3 separate regions of the Mus musculus genome follow, and regions 2 and 3 are each linked to region 1. The links are chromatin contacts, called in public HiChIP or PLAC-seq and promoter capture Hi-C maps. All regions are on one chromosome and are shown on one strand. Each heading gives the region's core, a stretch centred on a gene start, on an enhancer-like site or on the middle of the called end of the contact. The rest is flanking DNA. Distances are from core to core; before and after follow the strand shown. Region 1 holds the start of Uba3 (ubiquitin-like modifier activating enzyme 3). Region 2 overlaps Suclg2 (succinate-Coenzyme A ligase, GDP-forming, beta subunit). Region 3 overlaps Suclg2 (succinate-Coenzyme A ligase, GDP-forming, beta subunit).

Evidence for each region. Promoter capture Hi-C pulls out the DNA fragments that hold promoters and counts their contacts. HiChIP or PLAC-seq counts read pairs in DNA pulled down with a chosen protein or histone mark.
Region 2: a promoter capture Hi-C map of liver shows a contact between it and region 1, with 4 times the contacts expected there. The contact joins the enhancer-like site here to the promoter of Uba3 in region 1. A contact is called at or near these places in 5 of 39 promoter capture datasets (the 3T3-L1 cell line, frontonasal cranial neural crest, hippocampal neurons and 2 more).
Region 3: an H3K27ac HiChIP or PLAC-seq map of extraembryonic endoderm stem cells shows a contact between it and region 1, with 6 times the contacts expected there. The contact joins the enhancer-like site here to the promoter of Uba3 in region 1. A contact is called at or near these places in 7 of 39 promoter capture datasets (the 3T3-L1 cell line, 3T3-L1-derived adipocytes, the HPC-7 cell line and 3 more) and 2 of 115 datasets of contacts at active chromatin or transcription factors (extraembryonic endoderm stem cells and pro-B cells).

Annotation. Positions count from the first base shown.
Region 1 is chr6:97,203,318-97,207,473 of GRCm38.p6, reverse strand. Uba3 (ubiquitin-like modifier activating enzyme 3) reads left to right here and starts at 1,827. Exons shown (of 18, transcript NM_011666.3): 1 at 1,827-1,941; 2 at 2,127-2,168; 3 at 3,880-4,000. The coding sequence starts at 1,922.
Region 2 is chr6:95,650,731-95,654,579 of GRCm38.p6, reverse strand. All of the region lies in intron 2 of Suclg2 (succinate-Coenzyme A ligase, GDP-forming, beta subunit), which reads left to right. Among named protein-coding and RNA genes, the nearest start is that of Suclg2, 66 kb to the left of the region's middle. Within about 2 kb of position 2,404, at least 36 of the 459 cell types and tissues checked have an H3K27ac peak or open chromatin away from gene starts, as enhancers often do. A contact at or near this core is called in liver, where this site is marked.
Region 3 is chr6:95,622,397-95,626,654 of GRCm38.p6, reverse strand. All of the region lies in intron 2 of Suclg2 (succinate-Coenzyme A ligase, GDP-forming, beta subunit), which reads left to right. Among named protein-coding and RNA genes, the nearest start is that of Suclg2, 94 kb to the left of the region's middle. Within about 2 kb of position 2,239, at least 2 of the 459 cell types and tissues checked have an H3K27ac peak or open chromatin away from gene starts, as enhancers often do. A contact at or near this core is called in extraembryonic endoderm stem cells, where this site is marked.

The DNA.
Region 1 (4,156 bases), core at 578-3,077:
TCGGCCTGGCCATAGACTATGGAGGATGTCTGTCTAATACTTGATGTCTAATACTTGATGATGTGCTTCACTGTAAAGAAAATAAATCTACTGAGGATTTCGGCCACTTGCCACTACTACTGTCATTATTAACAAAAGGAGGTGGCTCTTTCTAATCAGTTAGGCAGATCTCACGATGTCTGCTGTCAGCTGTCAAAGTGGTGAGTCATGGTGACACACAGATGCAGGACTGACATCTTTGTGAACTTCTTTTGGGTGTGTTGTCTGCATGTACATTTGCACCACTTGTGTGCTGGGTGCCAGCGAGTTGAAGGCCACTGTGTGGGTGCTGGGAATTAAACCTGGGTTCCCTGCAGGCTTTCTTCTTCTTCTTCTTCTTCTTCTTCTTCTTCTTCTTCTTCTTCTTCTTCTTCTTCTTCTTCTTCTCCTTCTTCTGCTATTTTTGTTCTATTTCTAAGGCTCAGTTTCCTCTTCTCACTGTCTGGTTATGACTGAATTTTTAGCTCAATGTGTGCTATTGATGAAAGTAGCTGGGGGATCGTAACAGATGAGCCTTCCTTAAGGTTCAATGAGAGCAGGACAAAGTAGATTGCATGCCTCAAGTGAGTAGTAGCAGCCCCCCCGTCCCCCTTTAATGAGCACCCTAGAAGCTATATCAGGGCACTTCACTGGTTTTCAAACAGTGTGTCCACAAACCACCTCTTGTGATAAAACTCAAACCTGGCATTTGTAACCTTCAAGTAATTCCAATCAAAAACCATATTTGAGAGCCACTTAAAAATTCACTTAATTTTCAATCTTAAAATCGTGAATGTTGTTATTCTCATTTTACAAATGAGGATCTGGAAATACCCAAGGGCTCACAGTTAATAGCTGAGTAGTAAGGGTTTAAATTCAGTTCAGACTTACATATTAAATTTTTTTATCTCACTTTACTAAAAGTGATATGTTTAACACAATTATTCTTTCCTTTCTTGTCTACCAGAATCAGTCATTTACATACAATATATGACTGTGAAGAATAGAGTCAAAAATTCATTCATTTATTAACACTTTCAAGTGACAGGTTATAAATAAATCTCTATACTTTTCATACCTAATCATCTATCTTATCTATCATTCATTTATTTATCTAATATATATCTTGATGTATATATGTATAACAGATTAGTTTTCTGACAGACTGGTGTGACACTGAAGTGTCACAAAGAAAATAAGACTCTTCACCCTATGTCTATTTAATGCTTTAAACTTCATGCCCATAAAAGCAAGGGTTTTGAATCTTCCTGATATATGGAAAACGGAAATTTCTTTCACCAATTTTCCCGGAGAAAAGCACTGGCATATTGGGGTGGCTATTTTAGTTTTTAAATAGAATATATGAACATTTTATGCAATTATGTGTCAACGTATAAGTGTATAAATAAGTAACATATCTAAGTTCATGTGGCATAGCAACATTATAGATGGTATAATATTAAGTAGGCACAATTAATCAAAGATTTTAAATACACTGGGAAATGCTTGCAAAGCCTAAGGGGACCTAAGCAGCCTATTTAGCCACTGCTTCCCGCTGTTCAACTAGCTTTCCCAGACGCTCCCGCCCCTCCCTCTCGTCCCCTGAAGCCGCGCCTCTAGTACTGGCTCCGCCTTCGCTCCTCCTTCTAATAGCCCAGTCTCAAAGCACTGGACCCCGCCCCTCCGCGCCTGCTCAGTTTTTCCCTCCTAAAGCCTCGGAACCCAAACCCCAGCTCCGCCTCTCCGTTTGAAGCCCCGCCCCGCCGCGCCCCCTCACTTTCTTACCTGAAGCTCCTCCCCTCCTCCCTGGCTCGGCTCTCCCTCCTTCCATTCACCTGCAGTCCCGCCCCTCCCGGGCGGACCCGCTCGGCGCGAGGGCCTCTGGGAAGAGGCGGGGAACAATATGGCGGATGGCGAGGAGCCGTAAGTATCGGGATTTTGCCGGAGCGCCGAGTTGGGCTGGGTTGTGAGAGAGCGCGGCGGTGGGCAGTCACCGCTGCCAGCCGGGGGTCCCCCAACCCCTTCCCCGTCCCCTCGCCCCCCATACCCTTGCGGCGCCCTCTTTGGAGCTTGATGCTGACCCTTCTTTTATTCTCTCTTTCTTTTAGGGAGAAGAAAAGAAGGAGAATAGAGGAGCTGCTGGCTGAGAAGTTAGTGCTGCTGGGAGGCCGGGGTCCTCTCCGGAGACCCCCGCCTCCCCCTAATCCCAGGCCTAGGGGACCAGCCGCAGCGGGCCCGAGGGTGCTGGGAGGGGGTCACCTGGAGCAGGCCGCGCGTCCTCACCCCTGACCCCGTCCCCAGCTCGAGCCACCGGCCGGCTGCTCCCTGGCTATGCTCCTGCAAAAGCCACCCGGTACTCCCCTCTTCCTCCAACCCAAATTGTCAGAGCTGTGACCTTGTGGCAAGTGAATCCAATCTAAATCTAAATGGACACGAGGCCTGTTTTGGGTCCTTGATGAACACTGAGACAATAGTACACATAAACTTTTTATGAACACTCCGTGAATCAGGAATTGTGTTAAAACTTGTCATTTTTGCAAGGTAATTGGGTCTTAAAGGACACGGCAACTCACTTGCTCTCTCATTTACCACACAACCTGTATTAAATACTTAGTTTTTTTTGATGCCGCAGACTTTAAAATTCTTTTCATATGGCCAATCCTACGTGATTCCTCTCCCCGCCCTCCGTGGGAAGGGGGAAAAAATACTCGTGTATTGGGTGTGGTGATTCATAATTTCTGTGTCAGCTCTCAGTAGTACTTTGGTCTTTTCCATGCCCCTCCCTATGGGTGAATTTCAAATGCAAGGGCTCACCCTTTCTCACCGCTTAATTCCCAACTCAGCACGAAATAACAAAGTTTGAGCGCTTGCTGTCTGCCAAGAGCAGCCCCTAAGTTCAATACCTGATGATCTCTTTACCTCATGACCATCAGAAGTAGTTGCAGTCTACAGCTGAAGTTTCTGACAGTTAAGGAATCTTCTCAAAGCTAGAGTGTGCTTGGTTATGGCGTGAGACCCAGCATTGCATCAGAACATCAGCTATGCAATGTATGTTAGTCCCTTTTGTAAACAATTGAAATCACTAATATATTTGAAGGTAGAAACTTTGGGGTTACAGGAAAGTTATCACAACCAAACATGAATGAATCTGTGGTTATAAAGTGCATTTGAGTGTTTTGTTTTGTTTTTTAGAGAAGTCCCACTTTATTAGTTGCATGTTCTCAAAGATTTCTTGATGGTAAATAAATGCCTATCTGTGGCATAATTGTAATCTAAACATTTTTCTTGTGTGTGTGTTTTGTGACAACAAATGGACCTTAGTATTAGGAGAGGTTTGTTTGTTTTTTATTTTTAGTTTTTAAAGGAAAAAAAAATACTGGGATCCTTCTGAGGAAAGAAATGTATGATCATTGCTTTCATCCAAAGTGTTCAGTGGCTCTCATCTTTCCAACTTGGGAGGAGCCATAACTAGTGTTAGACTGAAGCACCATAGTTCTCAGAGACCCCCCTCAACCTATGCACTTGTTACTTCTACTGAAGGAACAAACGGTTGATGGAAACTCAGAGTGACTGTAAATACCAAACAGAGGGAAGTCCTTTCTCACTTAGTGTTTAGTGTTGCGACTTTGATCTGTGGGTGCCGAGGAAGCTAGGAACACAGAGGCAGAATTATTTTATCAAGTAGGTGAAGAGTGCTTCCCCATACCAGACAAGCCAAAACTGGGAAAATAGAACCACAACTCAGTTTTCCTTTTTATTTGAGCAGGTCTGATGTGTGGTTACCATTTGGGGAGACCTAATAGTTCGGGCGTGGCTTTTTCGTACTGATCTTTGCAGCTGAATTTACTGTGTTCTGTGCAGAATGGCTGTTGATGGTGGGTGTGGGGACACTGGAGACTGGGAAGGTCGCTGGAACCATGTAAAGAAGTTCCTCGAGCGGTCTGGACCCTTCACACACCCCGATTTCGAACCAAGCACTGAAGTGAGAAACATTTGTTTTTAAACAACTGCTCTAATAGTCTTACATTTAAAAAATAAGACGATGCTTCCTATTAAACTTGCTATTATAATATAGATAATTAATGAAGTTGTTTTGTGAAATTAATCTAATTGAGTTGGATCTTTACAACTGATTTTA
Region 2 (3,849 bases), core at 1,155-3,654, 1.6 Mb after region 1:
GATAATACATTATATGTAATATACCCAGTCGGTTGCATTTTATCATGAGACTAATATTAATAAGTTATCAGTATTTTTCTCCTATTTCTTTTCTTTCTTTCGTTTCCCTGTTTTTGTTTTGTTTTGGTTTTTGTTTGTTTAAGATAGTTTATGTAGCCCAGGCTGGCCTTAAAGTCATTCTGTTGCTGACGATGATCTTGAACTTGTTCCTGTCTGCCTCCCGAGTGGGAGGATTATAGGCTTGTAGCATTATCTCTGGCTCATGTGCTCCAGGACTCAAACCCAGGACCGCGGGCATCATGTAGGTGAGAATTCTAACAAATGAGGTATCCATAGGACTGAAGTCTCACAAATCTTGTTCTTATCTTATACTATAACACGCTCATTTCACATGAGTCTCACGTCAGACGTTCAGCAGATACTGTGTCAGCTGGGCTATCTGGGACAGTGTAGTTCTGGACACTAGAAGGATTTGAATGTACCTACAGCCTTAGGGCTCAGTTTTTTCCTGCTAGTCTTGGAGAAGCACCCTACTGTGCTCTGTAACCCAGTAAAGGATGATTCCCTAGACTTATCCAAAAGGGACAAGTTTTGTTTTAGGGGTTTGAAAATGAGAACAAAAAAGTAAAGTGAAGTTGGTCTTAGCTTTTCCTTGGCCCATTTTTCAAGGCCGAGGCAGAGTCCTGGTGTTGAGGCAGCAGCTCATTCAGTGAGCAAGCAGACAAGCAAGCAGGCAGGTTCACACTCAGAGAGCAGCTCATTCAGTGAGCAAGCAGACAAGCAAGCGGGCAGGTTCACACTCAGAGAGTAGTTGCTCTAGACTGAGGGAGCATCTAGTTTCTGATGTTGGATTCTGTTGATCCGAGAGGAAATTGATGACATTTAAAAGGAGATGCTGAAATTGTAGGTTTAAAATGGAACAAACTGATAGTGAGTGTGAAAGGAGGTGTCTGTGTCATTGTCACTGGGATTGTCTACAGACAGCCAAGGAAAAGAATCTGGCCGAACTCCACAGTGCTCCTGTTCTCACCACTGCAGAGTGACAGGAGCCACAAGAACACTCTTACCAAATATGTTTGAGGGTAAGATTAAAGCTGTGAAGATGTATGTCTTCCTGATGGTGCTGAGATTTTATATATGAATGAGAGAGAGAGAGAGGCTGGGCTATAAAACCTTAAGAGGTCTACTTTGCCTTCTCAGGTTTTGACTCCTCAAGATTTACAACTTTTCAAAATGGCCCCACCAGTTGTGGTCTTCATGAACCTATGGGTACTACTTTATATTTTAGCTACAATGGACATTTTGAAGTAAAATGATATATTATTAAAGTTTTTGAAAATGTGCCTTGATATTAGGTATACCTATGTTCCAGTGTAGTCCCTGCATCCCCCTTCCTACATCTCTTTCTTTCATGGTATCTGAACCCATATACCCGGTCGTCTGGATCTGCCATGTTTGTAACTCTCTTGGACCAAACAGAATGCTACCTCTCAGCTCCCAAACGTTCTCATTGCTCCACATCTTCTGTGGTCCTCTTTTGTATTTAGTCAGTTACCAAATCTTGTCAATAATTAGCTTAGCATTTTTACTTTATTGACAGAGAAGCAGGCAATGTAAGGTTAAAACACTTGTCAACATTGTGAAGTTAATAATCAACATAGACGGGATTTGCCCCCAGCTCTGTTAGATTAGATACTGCCCCTCATGCCTTTTCCTCATGGCTGACTCTTGGTGATGCTCTAGGGAGATGGTTTGTGTGCGTCAGCATGTTTAAGATGGAAAATGCGTATTAATAAAATTAGAAGGTTGTATTAAAACTTGATATAGAAGGATCTTAGATGCAGTTTATAAGACCTGTAATTTGTGGATATTAATGATTCATTTTGTTGTTTCTCTTTGGGCAACAGAACATTTTGCTGTCTGGTTGTAGAAGCTTGTTAAACTTGAACATTTGTTAAAGTGGTCAATGCTAAACTATTGTTTCTGGAATACAATTTATAGTTATAAGATTTTGAACAAGATCCTCATTGCCTTGCATTGAAAACAGGTTTATGCCTAACTGAAGAGAATAAGTTTGGCTTGGTAAATTAAGCTTTTACCATATGAGCAGTTCACTTATGCAGAAGTTTACAAGAGCATCTGAGTATGCTCTAAAGAAGGACCGATTGGGCTGGAGAGATGGCCCAGCGGCTACAGCTGCATCCACGCCTCATCCACCTGACTTTGATTCCTGGGACCAATGCTAGAAGTAGAGAACTGATTGCGTGCGTGCACACACACACACACACACACACACACACACACACACAATAAATATCTCTAGGAGCCTTAATAAGGCATATCAATGCGTGCTTTCTTTTCATTTGGACTATGGAATTCAGAGGTGGTGAGAGCAAACCCACTGTGCACAGGACTGGTGTGTACACTGCCCTTTAGTTCTCTAAGCTGCACGGAGGATGTTGGTATAACTCAGAAGTGCTGTGATATAAACACAGATAAAACATGGGGCACTGCCACTCAATCTTCAGAATCTCTACAATTTGTTCCTTATTGTCTTCACATTGACTGAGGCTCTTGGCATTTCATTAAGCAGGAAAAAGTATATATGAAAACCTCCAGTTTTTTTTTTTTTTTTTTTTTTTTTTAAACTCAGGAAGGAGAATTAAATGGAGAAATTAATCTTCTCTGAGCTAGCGACATCCATCTGAGATGCAGATGGGAGCTCTCACTGGTATCGGCTAGCTTGGGCTGCTTTCAGCTAGAGCATGTTTCCATTCATCAATATAAGAACTTAACTCTGTTTTATATAATTACATCCTGAAGCCTGGCAAATTACTCGCCATTAAGGAATTGTACTTCCTGTCTTAAGGGAGCTGCTCCCCACTGACACTGAGTGGCAGCTGCTGTTGATCCTGAGACAGTTAAACACAGCAGCCTCCGGAACTATTGAGGCTTTGCCATGCGCGGTTGAGGTCTTCCTTTGTACTGAGCGGATCTTTGTCTTACAGTGACAGTCAAGGCTAGCTTTGATCTCTGTGAAGTAAATACTCATTTTAGCAGCCTCTCATGAGTCTCAGGATCAGCAATGCAATGATATAATTTGAGTCCCCTGGGTGTGTGTTCCCCTGAAGTTCAAGAAGGTCTGCTTTCCAGAGCTAGCAGTGCTGGTGCCAGAATGAAAGTTCTTGGGCTGAGTCTAATGTCTTTCTGCCTGCCAGTGGCCTCTTTGGTGCTTTTACCATTTCTGAACCTGATTCTCTGGCCTTGATGAGTACGTGAGCTTCCTAATACTGTTTTTTTTTGTTTGTTAGTGGTGTTGTTTTGTTTTTGTCTTTTTTATTTTGTTGCGAGTGCCTCTGTGTGTATATGTGTGTGTGTGTGTGTGTGTGTGTGTGTGTACGTGTACATGTGATTATTTCATGTGGAGCACCTTTTCTTTTGACGCCCTTCCCTCCTTTCCTCTACCCCTTTGTGTAGCTTAGTCTTGCACTTGGGCTCTGACTACTGCTAGGCCAGCCTTGTAATGAAGGATCTACATCCACATCCCACAGAGTTACCTTCTGGTTGGTGCTAGTAAGCCTGGCTTGTCCAGATGAAAAGCACTCAACATAGGTCCTGGACATGGAGGTTCACCATAGCAGTGTTGTGCTGCAGGAAGTTACCACCTATGCAAGCTATGCACGGGTTCCTAAGAGTATCTGAGTTGACATTAATAGTTGGCCTAACTGTATTCCTGGAAATAATTCCATTCATCAGCCTTTAATGACATTTCCCATTATATGTATTTTAGCAGAGAAATCGCTCTCTTCTAAAATGTTCTTTCTCTTTTTTCTGGTTCTTCAAATATGA
Region 3 (4,258 bases), core at 990-3,489, 1.6 Mb after region 1:
AATTAAAAGCCCAATAACACTTTTAGTGGAAGAAGTTTCAATTTCTTTTGCTTATTAATATCCCCAATTCCTTTGTATGGGCATTTCCCAGTGGCTTTTTTGCTATTATTTACTATGTTTTGTAGATTGTTTGGTAATTTCATAAACGTACATAGTGTGTCCTTTCTTTCCTTACTACCTCTCATTGCCCCTTCTCAGTTCCCCACGACACCTCTAAGCAAGACCCCTGTCATATTTTCTTCTTCATGTATTACCCTTTCCTTTCCTTTCCTTTCCTTTCCTTTCCTTTCCTCCTTCCTTCTTCCCTTCACCTCCTCCTCCTCTTTTTCAACCTCCTGAAGTCAGTTAGTGCTGCCTGATTGTGATATGTTGATCTTGTGTGAGTAACCATAGCTGCAGTGAGTTCATGAGAGCAATGGTCATGTCGTATTTAGAAAACAACATTTTATATTCTTCCCTATCTGTAGCTTTTCTATTCTTTCCTCTCCCTCATTTGAGATGGTCCCTGAGCCCTGGGGAGTGATTTGACATAGATGTACCTTTTGTGGGTGAGCATATAGCAGCATATAGCAGTAACTTACTCTCAGCAGTTTGACTACTTAGGAGTCATCATGCTGTCTCTTACCCATTGCAGAAAGAAGCTTCTCTGACCAAGGTTGAGAGCAGCACTAATCTATAGGGCTATGTAGAAGGCAGTTTGCCAATATGCCCAGTTCAAAAAACAACAACAAAACCTAGACTCCCTCTAGGGCCCAAGATCCTAGATCATGGCTTCTTACCAGGTCCACAGTTCTGTCCTATGGAGCAACCTTCAGATCTCATCAGAAGGTGATTGTTTGCCTCTATAAACTTCGTGCCACTATTGTACCAGTGGGCACAACTTGTCTGTCAGGTTGGTACTCAGGGTACACCAGTGTGTAATATCTTTGGTGATTTTTCTCCTCCATCAGCATACACAGTACCTTCTGGCACTATAAAAGCTTATAAAGTAGTGGGTTTCTATAATTGTGTGTGTGTATATATATGCATATTTATGAATATATATATATGTATATATGTGTGTGTGTATATATTTAGTTAACTGGCTGTTTTCCCTCTTTGCCCATCTTTTTATAAATAAACAAACAAAAAATAAGTGTTATCATTCTTGTATGTGATTCTGCTTGCTTTCTCCCGCCTCTGTCTTATACTTGCATCTTTAGCTAGATGTCTTTATGTGTTCTTCATCTTCTTTTAGCAGATTTCTATGCTGTTCTGGAGAATGCATTCTTCCTAAGACTTGTAACCTTTGAGAATCTGTAGGTATTTATTTAATACTAGCTACCAATTTTTGTTTTATTTGAGAAGTTGGTGGCTATAGTTTGTATAATGTCACTGAAAACAAAAGAAAATGAAATAAAACATGGGTGCAGGACTGGTGGTCATGGTTTTTGCCCTCTCTCTGTCTCTTCTATGTTTGTGACTGGGCCAGACCTGTTACCTCCTAAAGCTCTTTATTACAGGTAACACTAACAAAAGGTTCATAGTCTATGATAAGGAGTGAAATTTCATCATTACAAAACCTTTTCAGATTTTACAAAGTAGTGGAGAGATAAAGTTTCATTGTCTCCCAAGAAACTCCAACAAGGAAACCAAGAATCAGTGAGCCTTTAGGAGGCAGAGGTCCAGGAAGTGGAAGGTACAGGGTGGGTCAATAAGTTTTAGTCAGCGAGTAGTGGGAAAGTTTGTAGAAATAACAGGCTCGGAGTGAGTGGGGAAAGATGGTGGAGTGAGCTGCTGGCGAGGGGACAGTCTCAGGGTGTATCAGGGCCAGGGAAATGTTGGTGAGTGGTTGATCTTTGTTCCATAGGTGGTTTGGGATCTTTATTACATACAGGGCTGGACCACGGGCAAGTGGCAGTGGAGGGAGAGCTGGGGTGTGTGAATATCTTCATGAATGGAACTTTACATTTATGGCATGCGAACGTTTATGGAATGGAGATAGGCATTCTGCGATAGTTTCCAGATTGGTCATAGCACTCATTAGCTTTAATCTGAGCTGCACATAGCAGTGGTGGAGTAGCAACTCCTTCACCGTTGGTTCTAGCAACCAGAAGTCTGACACTGATGCCTGGTAGCTGTGGCCTTTATTGGAAACCTTAAGGGGAAAATGAGCTCTGTCCCCTGTGGGATGCCAGCCAGTCAAAGTGTTCCTTGCTATGTGGGTGTGTAACTCCTATCTCTGCTTCTATTGTTACATTGTGGGAATCTTTCTGAAGATCACTCTGACTCCAATGAGATCGGAAGAGAGGACATGCCACTGGTGGACTCAAGTCAGGACAGTTCCTGAAAGGTCTCATTCCTGGGTCCAGTATGCATTCTCATTTTATATTCTAAAACCACAAGGTGGTGGGTGTGGACAAGCAAGCAAGCAAGCAAGCAAGCATGTACAGAACTGTATATAGCAGTCAGAAGGTTGGTAAGGGCAGAAGCCCATTGTTTCTGCTGTTTCTCTAGGTCTTTCTGTCTCAGCTAGCAAGTTAAGTCATGCTTGGCAAATAGACAGTGTAGGCAGTACTTCAGTTAAATCACTAAAGAAATCAACAAATCAGTATTTAGTAATTGGTCTTTTCTACCTTATTCTACTTCAATGCCCTTGTCATCCCTGTTTCTGAGTCTCAGGTCACCCCCATCTTGTTCCTATGAGGACACACATCATTAGAGTTTTAGTAGTCTAGTGTGATCACACCCGGAGGTCTTTAGCTTAGTGCAAAGACCATCCTCCAAGTACAGTCAGGTGCACAAGCTATAGGTAGACATGTTTTGGAGAGCGGCCCTTCAACCCAGTGAAGGTAGTGATGTAAGTAAATAGCCTGGTAATGTACAGACTTGGTAGGTAAGCCTTGGAGATTATAGACTACGGCTAGGTAGTCCTTGACTTAGCTTTTATTGTTAACTTGATAGAGCCTCATCATCTGAGAGGAACGCTTGATTGAGAAGTTGGCCTGTGGAGAATTACCTTGACTGTCTTCGTTGATGTAGGAGGCCCCGTTCAATGTCCCTTGACCTAGTTCCTGGGCAGGTGATCCTGGGGCATATAAGAAAGCTGAGCTGGAGCCAGCGAGCCAGTGAGCAGCAGTCCTCCATAGTTTATGCTTCAGTTTCTTGCCTTGAGTTCCGGCCCTGACTTCTCTCAGTGATGGATTTTTATTTGGAAGTGTAAGCCAATAAATCTTTGCTGCCCTGAGGTGCTTCTGCTCATGTCATTTGTTATAGCAAGAAAGCGGAAACTGGAACATTCCTGAAAGGAGCCCATACTTGTCATTTGCAGGTATAGTGCTATTTCTTGTTTTTTGTTTTGAGATAGTTTTGCAAGCGCAGCCCGGGCTGGCCTGGAACTTACCTTGTTGTTCAGGCCTGCCACTTTCATCCTGCTCACTAGGTTCTCACGTGCTGGGATTACATGTGGGCACCCCCATGCCTGGTTAGCAGCCCAGCTTACAGATATTCCTCAGCATCTGATTCTCTAATGGGGAGACAGATTGTGAATAAGAGTCAGGCCTTGGGGACCAGTATTTATTTAGCATTACAATTCAAAGCAAGAGACCAAACCTCAATCATTGTCTGTCTGTTTGTCAGTCTGTGTGTATATGTTTGTGTATGTGAGCATATATACATGTGTGTGTGTGTGTGCGCGCGCGCGATAACGTCACCTTGACCTATTGGATATCTTTGAGGTGTCACACTGAAAGTAGTTAGAGTTCAGCTAGGATTATTGCCAGGCAACTAGAACCTTTCCTACCTGTTGAAGCAAAGCCAGGTTAGAGAGCCGCCTTTGAGAATCCCTTGGTTTGTGATTTAATGATAGTAAGCTCAGTAAAATATGTTCCCATTTCTCCTCCCAGTTTTATGTGTAATGTGTAAGTGATAACACCTTAAGAATGATAAGCGATATTACTTGTTGTTGTGGAGTGCAGCAGGCAGACTAGGATTATTGTGTAAGTCACGTCCATTTTCAGGGTTTGTCCCTGAAAAACAAAGTTCTACCTGCTCTTGGCATTAATTAAATTAGGTATAAAAAAGTTATTTCTCACGTAAATTAATGCCACTTGACATTCTAAATTCTTCTGCCCTTAAATTCATAATTGCCTCATTTTGCCATGATTTATCCATTGTGAACTTAGGCCCTGTAACTTACTGAGAACACAGTTGTAAATGGGTTTCTTAATGAGGAAGAAAAACATTTAGTTTAAGGATGAAACAGCTTTATTCCCAGCTG